2 separate regions of the Ovis aries genome follow, and region 2 is linked to region 1. A link is a contact called in public Hi-C data. All regions are on one chromosome and are shown on one strand. Each heading gives the region's core, a stretch centred on a gene start, on an enhancer-like site or on the middle of the called end of the contact. The rest is flanking DNA. Distances are from core to core; before and after follow the strand shown. Region 1 has its middle 34 kb from the start of JAM3. Region 2 overlaps LOC105604063 (a long non-coding RNA gene).

The links. Hi-C and Micro-C count contacts between places; a contact is called where the count stands out from the background.
Region 2: a Hi-C map of hypothalamus shows a contact between it and region 1, with 2.6 times the contacts expected there. The contact joins two enhancer-like sites. A contact is called at or near these places in 5 of 16 Hi-C or Micro-C datasets (hypothalamus, mixed tissues, muscle and 1 more).

The regions. Positions count from the first base shown.
Region 1 is chr21:30,397,550-30,403,880 of ARS-UI_Ramb_v3.0, reverse strand. No RefSeq gene overlaps it. Among named protein-coding and RNA genes, the nearest start is that of JAM3, 34 kb to the left of the region's middle. Within about 2 kb of position 4,095, at least 4 of the 54 cell types and tissues checked have an H3K27ac peak or open chromatin away from gene starts, as enhancers often do. A contact at or near this core is called in hypothalamus, where this site is marked.
Region 2 is chr21:30,445,431-30,451,761 of ARS-UI_Ramb_v3.0, reverse strand. LOC105604063 (a long non-coding RNA gene) reads left to right here. Exons shown (of 11, transcript XR_009597930.1): 5 at 1-2,028; 6 at 3,636-3,778; 7 at 3,877-4,002; 8 at 4,232-4,354; 9 at 4,842-6,331. Among named protein-coding and RNA genes, the nearest start is that of JAM3, 14 kb to the right of the region's middle. Within about 2 kb of position 3,296, at least 15 of the 54 cell types and tissues checked have an H3K27ac peak or open chromatin away from gene starts, as enhancers often do. A contact at or near this core is called in hypothalamus, where this site is marked.

The DNA of each region.
Region 1 (6,331 bases), core at 2,846-5,345:
AACCTGTCAACCACATTTACATTTGTTTCAAGACAGCGACCCCCACTGTCCCTCTGCCATGAAGACAGCGCAGGTTCCATCTCACCTCCCAGCAGGCTGTTGTTCAGGGTCGTGAAGCCAGCCTCTGATGATGGCAGGAAGGGTAGCCAGGCGACGGCCCAACTGACAGTGGGCAAAGCATGAGCCTGGATCTAAGACAGTTTCCTGATGGTGATGAAGTCTTTGTCCACCCGACCCGCTGCCTGCTTCAAGGGGCGTCAGGAACACCATCCAGAGGCCTTTGTTCCTTGTGAACAGGCGTTCCTAGCCTCAGACACGCACTGCATTCACTCCCGACGTGAAGCCCTTTGGAGCAGGAGCTTCACAGAAGGTTGCGCCTGCTCATCTGTCACCGGATGGTTTTCACGTAGAAGAACATAGTCATCGTGGGGTTAAATGTTTAGTGTCATAATTTTTTATACTTTGGGTTTTTAAATTGAACACTCAAGACTGTGTTGACCTTTCTTTTCTAAGTGGTGTGGACACTCTGCCGTGAGAACTGGCAGCAGCAGAAGGCAGCCCCTCATCTTGCGGGGGTAGCATCTCCTCTGAGTTTGTGACTTGAAAGCACAGACCCGAGAGGATCCTTCCTTCTCAACTCCTCTCATTGGAGAGGGAGGCACCCTCTGTCCTGAGGGCAGCTCTGGTGACTGGGTGGCCTTCTTGGACCCTAAAACCTCTACCCCGCTGCCCCATGCCCTGGCTCTGACAGAGGAGAGGGGTATGAGTGTGGGTCTGGAAGGTTGCTGCCCATCACTGCAGACACGCAGACAGAAAAGGAGCCTCGGGAGATTTTAAGGTGTAAACATGGAGCCTGGAGGCCACACCTGCCGCTGTGGCCTTGGCGTGGCTGCAGCTGCGCCCGGTGCCACAGACTTGTGCTACTAACACACCTGTACGTTGGTGTTTGTTAAACCTCATTTATAAAAGCTTCTAAAAAAAAAAAAAAAAAGGCAGCAGCTCGGCTTCTTCATTTCTCTTCTCCCTGCGTTGGGTGAGGCATGCCCTGGGTTTGAAGTGCTGGGCAGAGGTGAGGGTGTTCCCTAGGGGCCACCCTCTGAGCCCGCTGTGCATACATGCGGAGTGTGCTGGGCAGACGTGCACACATGTCCACTCACACACGGGAAGCCGGGGCTCAGGACAGCATCCACTCTCACATGCTACCGCCACTCCACGTGCGGCACACACACACAGAAACCCTGTGCTTTTGCTCCCGCAGAACTGGCATGAAACCTGAGCCAGCCTAGTTTCTTTCTACTCATTCTTGGACAGAGCACACACCCACCAGTGTTTTAAGGAGACTGGTGGTGCAGAGGGACCTAAGGCCCCCTCCACCGCAGGGACAGCCTCAGTAGGTTAGACGTAAAGCAGTGCTCCCGTTGCTCTGGTAAAAACACACGGGTTTTCTCTAAGCAGGGACCGTAGTCTATGCTAAGACATCTGCTGTGGGGGAGATGAAGACCTGAAACAAAGCTTGGGTCCCTTTTCCCTAAGGGAAAATATTTTGTTGTATTCTTCTCAGACATTCTGTCTGTTAAATGACTACTGATAAAAGCCCTGTGCTAAAAGTACTGGGAGGCTGTACTCATGCTTAACCTTTATGCATTTGAAGAATCTTTATTATAAAGTTTGAAATTTACAAATAACAGAAAATATTATAGTCAGGATTTTGACATCAGAGATAGGAAGCTATGTACTGACTATAAGGAACTGCTCACAGTGGCAGCTCCCGAGGAGAGGCAGTCAGTTGGGCTTCTAACAAGCCTGGCGGCATGATCTCTGGACTGGGTCAGAAGGGACTGGCCTGTGAGGGGAGCATCGGCCCAGGTGAGACCATGTAGCTGATTTCCGAGCTGAATGTGATGGTCCTTGGTGAGGGGAATGGTTGGCAGAAGGTTGGCAAAGGCCTTCAGGGAGAGAAGCTGGGGCGGGTGGAGCATGAGCAGGTGTGTGTCCAGCTGCAGATCCCACAGCAGTGCCAGAGCCTGGCCTCCCTCCTCCAGCTACCCTGCAAGACTGGCAGGCTCCCCTGACCACCTTCTGAGCACCAGCGCTCACAGCCTCAGCAACTTTTTACATAGCACTGACATTATATTAGGCACTATAAGTAACCTAGAGACGAGTTAAAGTACCTGAGAGGTGGTGTGGGTTATATGCAAACACTAGGCCACTTTATATGAGGGACTTAAGCACCCATGGATTTTGCTCTTGAGGGGTATCCTGGAACCAATGCCCTGGTTCACCAAGGCATTGGTTCATCACCAAGGGATGATTGTACATGTTCAGTGGAATATCTTTCAGCCTTAAAAGTGGAATGATGCTTCTTGTTACATGGATGTACCTTGAAAACCGCACCTGCCCTCCCCCACCCCCGCAAGAAATGTCAGACATAGAAGAACGAACACTGTAGGGTCCCACTTAGGTCCCTCGAGTAGGCAAATCCAGAGACAGTGGCCTGGAGGTTGCCTGGGGCTGGGTTCTGGAGAAGTAGAAGCTGCCGTTTGCTGGGGACAAATTTGTCTGAGACAATGAACAAGTTGTGGACATGGATGGTGGTGTTGACTGCACACGTGAATGGATTGCCACTGGGGTTATACATGTGAAGGCGATTAAAATGGCAAATTTTATGCTGTATATGTTGTACATATAAGCATAAGGATAAGCAATATTTTTAAATAGTGATGATGGTGAGGATGTGGGAAAAGTGAAAAACAGTGGGAATACAAATGCAGGGCCCTCGTGTCATATTCAGTTGTAGGAATCTCCCGAGATAAAAATGCTACATTTGGTAAAGGGGAAATCTTGACGTCACCCTGACTGACTTTCTGTCTTCACTAACCTTCAGTCAGATAGCAGAGCAGACTCCCTGATGCTCATGGTTCGAGAGTCCGAAAGCCAGACCTCAGACAGGATTGCTGAGTGACATGCACTGCAGTTTATCCGTGACCACACAAGCATCGCCTTCATACCCTGTGGTCACGAATGCAGTTATACCAGTTGATGTTTTACCTGACATATTCACTGAAGGAATTCAGGAGGCCTTAAGTAAAAATCGTTAAGTAAGTTTAGTTATTAGGTATATGATTCCTGGTGTGTGGGCTTCCCTGGTGGCTCAGACGGTAAAGAATCTGTCTGCTATGCTGGTGTAAATATCAACACTTTAAAAACTGTTACATCACTTTCTTGCATCCCCAGTAGATTCCAAATGCAATACTGATTTGAGGATCATCATTTTAGAAATAGAGACGTGTTCTCCAATTTATTGTTGGGATAATCATAGATTCACAGGAAGTTGCACAGGTAATACAGTGCACGGTACCCCCACTAAGTCTAAAAATAAAACTTTAGAAAGAAAACTTTCCTACAGTGAATTTTTGGTCCAGCCCAACTCTGGAAAACAGCTAGTTTCTCCCCGTGCCACAACATACAACAAGATTTTGTGCTCTTGGCCATTTGGCCCAGAGCAAAGGAAACTGATGTTCATACAAAAGTCTGCACACAAATGGATACAACAGTTTTATTCATCATAGCCCCTTGCCATGGGTGAGCATTTAAAGTGTGGGTGGATGGCCATGTACCCTCTGAGAACTTAACAGACTCAGTTTGGTTTTCTTTTCCAGCTCTAGGAGCTGAACATCCCAGGGGCCCTGTGGCACTTGCCTCATGTGGGAGATGTTGCATTCCCTTGCAGGGAAGTACCTGTGTGGGTTGGGAATCCTTTGAGGGCCTGGAAATATTAGGAATGGGACCTCAGGTGGGACCCCCCACCCCCCCAGCCCAGGAGGGAACAGCTCTGGGAACCACCAGGGCCTACTCTGTTCCCCTGGTCTGGGGCTTTCGATGCCATCCAACTTCCCTGGGGTGTGTGTCCTGGTCTGGAGGGACTGGCTTCTGACTTCCTCTCCTCTCTGGATGTATTACTGCTGGTCCCTGGTCAGGAGAATGGTTTGCAGAAGATTAGCAAAGGCCTTCAAGTAGAGAAGCTGAGCAACGGTGGGTGCATGTCCAGCTGCAGGCCCACCAGGCCCAGGGCGGTGCCAGAGCCTGGCCTCCCTCCTCGAGCTCCCCTGTAGGACCCAACGGCTGCCCTGACTGCCTTGCAAACACCAGCGCTCACAGCCTCAGCTCCTCCCCAGCCACCTGTTGTGCCCGAGGGCCCCCTCTCACAGCTCAGAGCCCCCGATTCCCACCCACCCTCTGCCATCCCTCCCCCGACCCCTGAAGATGCTGCCCTGCCTGCTGCCTGCTCCTTCCACTGCCACTCACCCTCCCACTGTGGTCCGACTTGGGCTTTTCGTCCCAGCAGCTGTGTAAGCTACTCTGAGAACCTTTGTCTCTGGGAAGGAGACAGGCACCTCCGTCAGGGGAGTTGCAGGGTTTAAATGAGATCATTTGGGTTAAGTCCTCACTCGGTGCTCGGTCAGCACAAGGTGAGTGCTGAGGACGCAGAGCCACGACTGCCGTGTGCTGGTGGGGCTCCCTCATCACCAAAGGCATCTGTGTCCAAATCCACTTGTGCTCAGAGGGCTTGCCCCTCCACCTGGGCTCCACCTGAGAGCGGGTGCCAGTGCCCCTGGATGCCCCCACCTCATCCCACTACCTGTCACCACGCCCACCAGACGGCCAGGCTCCATGCGCCCCCTGAACTGTGACCGATGGGGTCTAGGGAGAAAACGGCGTTGTCTGCTTAGAAACCAACGCAACAGTAACAGCACTGAGCTCACCAGTGAAGGGTGAGCAGTTAGCATTTATCTAGCAGTTAGTGTAACAGCAGGACCCTACAGGGCCTTCCCAGAACGCACCCCTGCTCCATACCCTCCGCCCGTCTTTCGTCCGTAGAAAACTTTAGTCAAAGGATAAATGTAATGAGGTGAGAAAATGCAGAAAGTCAACCAAAACAAAATCACAGTTTAACCATTAAACAAAGTCAAGGACTTTAGCTCCTCCTCAGGTGCTACAGATAATACCCTGAGCCATGTCCTTTGAGCTGTTTTTCAGAGACTGAAACCCCCAAGTGGAAAAAGTTAACTGTATACTTCTCACAAGCACCTGGGTGGGTTGGAACCAGGTTGAGGATATTGGTTCCTGATTACTTCACCAGTCAGAAGAATGTCTGCAACCTGGTTCCACACGCCTCTTGACCCCCTTCCGTCACCTGGTCTTTAAAATGTCCCCTGAAAGCCTTTGGGGAATATTTGGTGGAAAGCAGTGAAAAAGTTGGCTAAAAGTTCAACATTCAGAAAACTAAGATCATGGCATCCGGTCCTATCACTTCATGGCAAACAGATGGGGAAATAATGGAAACAGTGACAGACTTTATTTTCAGTTCTGTTCAGTCTCTCAGCCGTGTCCGACTCTTTGCGACCCTGTGAACTGCAGCACGCCAGGCCTCCCTGTCCATCACCAACTCCTGGAGTTTACCCAAACTAATGTCCATCGAGTCAGTGATGCCATCCAGCCATCTCATCTTCTGTTGTCCTCTTTTCCTCCTGCCCCCAATCCCTCCCAGCATCAGAGTCTTTTCCAATGAGTCAACTCTTTGCATGAGGTGGCCAAAGTACTGGAGCTTCAGCTTCAGCATCAGTCCTTCCAATGAACACCCAGGACTGATCTCCTTTAGGATGGACTGGTTGGATCTCCTTGCAGTCCAAGGGACTCTCAAGTCTTCTCCAACACCACAGTTCAAAAGTATCAATTCTGTGGCACTCAGCTTTCTTTATAGTCCAGCTCTTACATTCATACATGACTACTGGAAAAACCAAAGCCTTGACTAGACGGCCCTGTGTTGGCAAAGTAATGTCTCTGCTTTTTAATAGGCTATCTAGGTTGGTCATAACTTTTCTTCCAAGGAGTAAGCATCTTTTAATTTCATGGCTGCAATCACCATCTGCTGTGATTTTGGAGCCCCTCAAAATAAAGTCACTGTTTCCACTGTTTCCCCATCTATTTGCCATGAAGTGATGGGTCCAGATGCTATGATCTTAGTTTTCTGAATGTTGAGCTTTAAGCCAACTTTTTCACTCTTCTCTTTCACTTTCATCAAGAGTGATGAAAGTTCCTCTTCACTTTCTGCCATAAGGGTGGTGTCATCTGCATACCTGAGGTTATTGATATTTCTCCTGACAATCTTGATTCCAGCTTGTGGTTCCTGCAGCCCAGTGTTTCTCATGATGTACTGTGCACATAATTTTATTTTGGGGGGCTCCAAAATCACTGCAGATGGTGACTGCAGCCATGAAATTAAAAGACACTTGTTCCCTGGAAGAAAAGTTATGACCAACCTAGACAGCAT
Region 2 (6,331 bases), core at 2,047-4,546, 49 kb before region 1:
TTCTGTCCTTCCTCCTCCTTCTCCACCTCTCCTATCCCTGCCTCCCCTCCCGGGTCTCCCCAGCTTTTGCTCAAAAGGACCCAGAAAGGTCTGTTGTGTGTCTCTCACCACTAGGCACCCAGGCAGAAGAGAGGATGGTGTCTTCTCCTCTGGGGCGTGTCCCTCTCCACCTGGGTCTGCCGGCCTGGCTCAGAGCAGCATAGGAACTCTCGTCCTTCTCACAGCCTGCCTTTCTGATCCCCACCTAGCTCTTTCTCAGCGGGTCCTGCTCATCTCAGGGCTCCTCGAGGTCCTTCCTTCTGGCTTTGCCGCCTGAGCTCAAAGCGGGCTCTGGCCCCCATGAAATTTCCTCGCATGGAGGAAGGGGCCCAAGATAGCAAGGAGGCTCCTGCAAACCCCCAACCAGCTCTCCCCCATCATACTCCCTGCCTCCCCCAGCTTTCCTCCCCAGCTCTCCCCACCCCCAAGTCTCTTGTCCACAGCAAATCCGGCCCCCGCACAGGCCACAGGGCAAGAGTGGCCACTCTCACAGTTGGAACAGTCATCCTCAGCTACCCATCCCCTGTCCCCTGTCCCTTCCTCTCCTGGGGAGTCGCCTCCAAAAAACACCCCTCCTCACTTGCCCACCTTTTCCAGAGCATCCAACCCCCGCACCTGAGGCACAAGAAAGACCACTTTCCTCCAGTAAGGAGCAAAGGACAGCAACCCTGGGCCCTCCCGGGGCCCCCAGCTGCCCCCACAGAAGCCAGGGCAAGGCACTTGACTCCCCCAGCACCCCCAGGGTCCCGGAGCACTGCTTTCTCCCAGGGCACGCGTCCCGCCCTGGGCCAAGCCACGCGTCCCGCCCTGGGCCAAGCCACCAGCACCCAACCCTCCCCACTCTGTTTACACAATCGCTTCAGGCCTTATCTGGGCCCCTTATCACTGTGTTGTGATAACCAAATAGGCTCTGGTGTCAGAGACAGGAAACTCAAATCTGTATCCCTCAGCCTGGAGACTGAGGCGGTAAGACAGCAGCCAGGGACCTGGGAGCCGGCTGTGACCTCACCTGGGGCCTGGGCAGACACAGGGTCAGAGGGCACGGGCGGGAGGCCCTTCCTCCCCCCAGCCCCGCCTGGTGCAGGACTAACAGGAAGGAAAGGAAGGCCTCCCCATGGGGCCTGTGAAGAAACCTAGAGCCCTTTCCAGTGGGAACAGATGTCCCAGTGCTATTTCCTCAGGGTGCCACTGCCTGGCCAGCAGGTAGGAAGGACTGGAGCCACTGGGGGGAAGGTGGGCAGCATCCATTCCGGCCCATCGGACTCCGTTGTCTGTAGAACAGAGGCCCCATTACATAAGTGCCAGCTGACTTGGTAGAAGCTATGACTAAGAAAACTTTCCAAAGACAGTTGGTGGCCCTCCACCCCCTCCAAGGGGTGAGAACTCCCCCCACAGAGAGGGGGCAGAGATTAGGGCTCCTCACTAGCTCCCTGGCCCTGACTCATCACACACACAAACACTCCCCAACACTCTTTCCCAAAACGGTTCCCACCCACCCGTCCACCCTCCCACCGGGGCTGGTGACAAAACGAACGCCCCAGAGATCTTGCCAAGTTCTGGGCCAGGCTGAGCCCAGGGAACACGAAATTCCCCGTGGAGTAGGAGGCCAGATGCCCACGGAAGCCAACAACGTCCATTCAAGGGACGGCCACCTCCGAACGCCACCAAGTTGGCTGTGTGGTTTCTCAAGTAGCTGGGGCAACTCTCCTTCCAAGAAGTTCATATTGGCTTGTAAAGGGGTCTTCAAGACCACCCTTCCCCTTCCCCGCCCTCCTTGTTTATAGAGAGTTACCCATCCACGCTGCAGCCCATGGGGTCACAGAAGAGCCGGACACGACTCAGCGACTTAGCAACAACCACGACCCATCCCCAGCTGGATCCATCTGTTCCATCACCAGTCGTCACCAGGCTCCTGCCATGTGCCATGAACAGTCCAGGCAACGGTGACCTGAAGACCAGTCTTTGCTCAAGAAGCCCATCACCACATTGGTGAGACAGGCCAGGAGGCAGCTGCGGGCAAACACTAAATAGGGAGGTAGGGGCGGAAGGCAGGTTCCAAGAAGCAGCAGACATGGGATGGGACGGGGGTGGGGGTGGGTTCATGGAAACTTACTGGGAGAAATGACATCTAAGCTGACATAGACAAAAGAGGGACATCCCGTTTCATTCACTAAGGGTCTGCTCAGCACATAGTGTGGCCAGAATAGGGCCAGGCGGGCTTCATGAAGACAAGTCAGCATCATGGCCACCACTGGAGCTGGTCACCTGGCGGGGGACGTAAGCTGAAAGGAGGCATGTGTGAGGCATCACCCAAGGGAAAGGTCAATGAGGCCCAGGGCAGGTCCAGGAGAAGACGAAAGGAGGGATGTGCAGGTGGGAAGACCAGGAAAAGCTCCAGGGAAGGAGTGGAATTTGGGTTCGTGGTGGGGGTGGATGGAATTTAGAGGTACAGATGAGGGGGGCACACTGCAAGCCAACCTAATGACACCAGCAACGTTTAAGAGCCAGTGATGTCTGGGGGACAAGAATAGACCTGTGTGACTGCCAGTATGGGAGAGGACCTGATGGTGGTGGGCGTGGCTTGAACACAAATCGAGGGGGGCCTTGTAACAGGTGGTTCAGAAATTTAAGGCGAGGCCCAGAGGGGCTAAGGAATTCTTTTGGTGTCACCGAATTAGTGGAAAAGCAATTTGAGTTCAACTTCAGCACTCCTTCTGCAGGCCCTAGGCTGGGAGGTGCCCCCTCCCAGGCTTTGGGCCCCTCCCCATGGCCCACTTCCCTCTCCCCTGCCAGAGGGGGGCTCCCCGCTCCTGGCTGGTAGACCCCAGGCTGTCAATGCAGGCTGCCCTGCTCTTAGTCCTGCATTTTTAGATGGGTATGGAAATGCTCTTTTAAAGAGGGGACAAAAGTTATCTCGAGGCCTGGGTGAAGGACCAGCCCAGCGCAGTCCAGCCTGAAATACCTGGAATTCTCCCAGCTGGCCCAGAGCCTCTTCCTTAACCCATCCAGATTGCGGACCCGTGGGTTTCAGGGTTAACCCTGTCTGGTTCTGTGCCGCGTGCACGTGGGTCCCCAGAACTCCCTCTGAACAGTGGGGCCAGAATAAACGCCTGGGTTGGAAGCCCCCACTCTGGAGTTAGGGCTGTGATGGTGAGAGCGGCCACGAGGTGGCGCCATGAGCCTGGCGCCCGGCTGGCCCACTAGCGGCCGACACCTGCTGTCGGAGCGGCGGCGGGGCGGCTGTCCCGAGGCCGCCACGGCGGGTTGGCCGGAGAGAACCAGACCAGGGCTGCTCTCAGCCCGCTCCTCTCCTTTGTCAGCCATCTAGGACCACGCGACTGGATCTTGCTCAGTGGGAGAACAGTGTGTGGGGTGGTGCGGTGTGCTGGAGGAGGGATATGTGTGTGTCCTTGCAGTTTGAGAGTGGGGGTGGGGCAAGGTCAAAGATGCCTTTTTTCTTAGCCTGATAAGCTTCTTGGAAACAAACGCCAAACCCTGGATATCTGCTGCTGCCCCAGAATCGGACATTTGAAGGGGCTATCCTGTAAGGGTTTGGATGCGTCTAATAAGCTTCCTTCTCTTGTTTTTTCATCCAGAACCCAGCCTTCCCAAAGTCCACGCTTCACCCACCTCAGTTTGTTTCTGTGGTTAAATATGCATTTCTATAAATGTCATTTTCCAGACCCCCTCTCAACAGCTTTCTGCAAAACACAGCTCAGACACACATCTGTGCACACAGGTCCGTCCTCCTGCCAGCCCCGAGTCCTCCCCCCCCAACACACACACACATCACCGCCCCACGCTTCTCACACAGAGTTCGTGCACATTATCTTACAGGCATCGCTCTTCGTGGGACGGCAGATGCGTGCCAGTGTGTGTGCACGTGAACACACACGTGGACACGCGCACTCACACACACACCCTGAGACAGCAGACACAGGGTGATGCTGACCCCCACCCAAGGTGAGCTGCACACCGTTTGACCTTGGGTGGGAGATTTGTTTCCATCTCACACAGGCTGGCTCAGAGCTCAGCACAGGGAGCTGGACCTGGACGTGGAGCAGAAACAGGACGGGCTGTCCTCAGCCCTAAGGAGAGGGAGTCAGAGTTTGGAATCTTCTGTGAGGTCAGGGATGAGGGAGACGCGCCTGTGCCAACAGGAGCCAGGAACGGTTGAACTTTGCCTTGGCAGGTCAGCCAACGGTCAGGGAGTTTGTTGATGCAAGAACAAAAGTTACACTAACGTGGAGCTGAAGCTGTGGGTGTTCAAAAAAGGGAAGGACCCGCAAGAGGAGGAAAGGACCAAACCACAGAGGTGGGAGCAGCGGCTGGGGACAAGAAGCCTGTCGGAGAACTTGGGAACAAAGACCGTGTTGAAATCTCAGATGAGGAGGGAGGGGATGGAAGCCGAGAGGGGCCCGAGGAAGACCAATCCAGGGCGGGGCGGGGGTGGGGGAGGAGGAGGAGGGTTTTGAGAATGTGGGGGCGGGGAGCCTGAGTGCCGCTATGGCGGCTCAGCTGTTACTTACAAGCACAAGCTCTTCTCAATCCTGATTAACAGGAATTAAGTGGCATATGGCTAATCCTCCCGCTTGCTATTAGTGCTCCCAGCCCTGCAGAGGGACCAGCGGCCCTCCTCAGCCAGGCCCCGGCATTCACACACCAGGGCTTCCAGCCAAGGGGAGGAGGAGGAGGAGGCTGGAAACTTTCTCTACCTCCCTGCACAGAATACCCATCCTCTGTACCTGTGCCCTTTGCCTTTCCTTCTTCCAAAATTCATTCCTGTCTGTTGTTTTATATAGATCATCACAGAACACCTCTGAGAGACCAAAGACCCAAGTTATTCTCATGAAAGAACTAGGAAAACAAACCCAGGGAACTGAGAGGATTTAACCCAGGACTGACCACTCGGTGGATGACTCTGGGGTTCTTGCGCCCAGCCCAGTCCAGCCCAGAACAGCCCTGGAAGATGGTGGCTCATCTGCTCCTAGAGGAAGGGAAAGAGGAGGGGGATGGGAAGAGGAAGGTGGGGAGGGGACAAAAGAAAAGAGCTGGAAAGATTTGAACTTCTGACCTTGGCTGGGGCAGAGCCAGGATAACTGAGGACCCCAGCCTCGTCCCAGGTGAGTAGGAATCAGACCCTGGGGTGATGAAGATTTGTGTGGAGGAATGTGCTCCCCGGGATAGTCAGAGGGTGGTGAGCAGTCAGGGAAGGGAGGGAAAGTGTGCCTTTCAGGCAAAGCCCCACCCCTAGCCTTAGCGGCTGCGGCTTCATCCTCCTGCAACAGAAGCCCTTCCCCACCGGACGGGCTGACTCCCAGGCACTGGGTTCCCTGAGCAGGTGGAGAGTGGCCTGGGGGCTCCAGGCAGCCACCACTGGAGGGAGGAACCGAAGAGGAGGAGGACAGAGCCGGCACCCCCTACTACTCACAGAAAGCGCCTGGCATCAGACTGAAATGTTTCTTCCCCTTCGGGGTTCACAGTCGAGAAGAAAGACAATTGCATACCGTTCACACCTATGTAAATTATAGTAAGCTATGATAGACACTATTTAGAGCTTCCCGATGGCTCAGTGGGTAAAGAATTTGCCTGCAATGCAAGAGACACAGGAGACTCAGTTTCAATCCCTGGGTCAGAGAGATTACCTAGAGGAGGAAATGGCAACTCACTCCAGTATTCTTTCCTAGAGAATCCCCTGCCCAGAGATACATGCTTTGGAACACAGGAGTAAGTGGTTAATTCTGCCCAGGGTGGTGGTGGTGGGGGGTGGGTAAAGGTAGGACTCGCTCCCCTGTTAGAAAGCCTTCCTAACCTCATCTCCTTCCAGATGCATTAGGAAGCTCTCTGCCTGGCACCTGAGGTTCTTTGCAGGGACCCCTTCACCTGCTCAACTGATCTGGAAGCCGTGCACTTCTTTTCTTTTAAGGAACACCTTGAATGTTCCAACTCCACGCTCTTAATTCCAAAAGTCTAAATTTAAACATTTGCTGTCCTCCCTATGCTCTAAGTTTCTTCTAACCATAGGTTTTAATGTTACTAGTGCCTAGTATTTTAAGTTTATTTTTAAAAACTCATGCGTAGGTTACTATTATTATCATCTGTTTTTAGAGCCAGTGCTTACCTGCAGATTGCCTACCTCCTCACCAACATTTTTGCTCCTCTTTGCTTCTTTCACCCCATGGCTTCCTTCTGGATCGTTTTCTCCTTTTCTTTTAGATCATGCTCGAGTATTTCTTTCAACACAGAAACAGCTGATCAGCTGTCACCTGTTTTTACCCTTATTCCTGAGCCC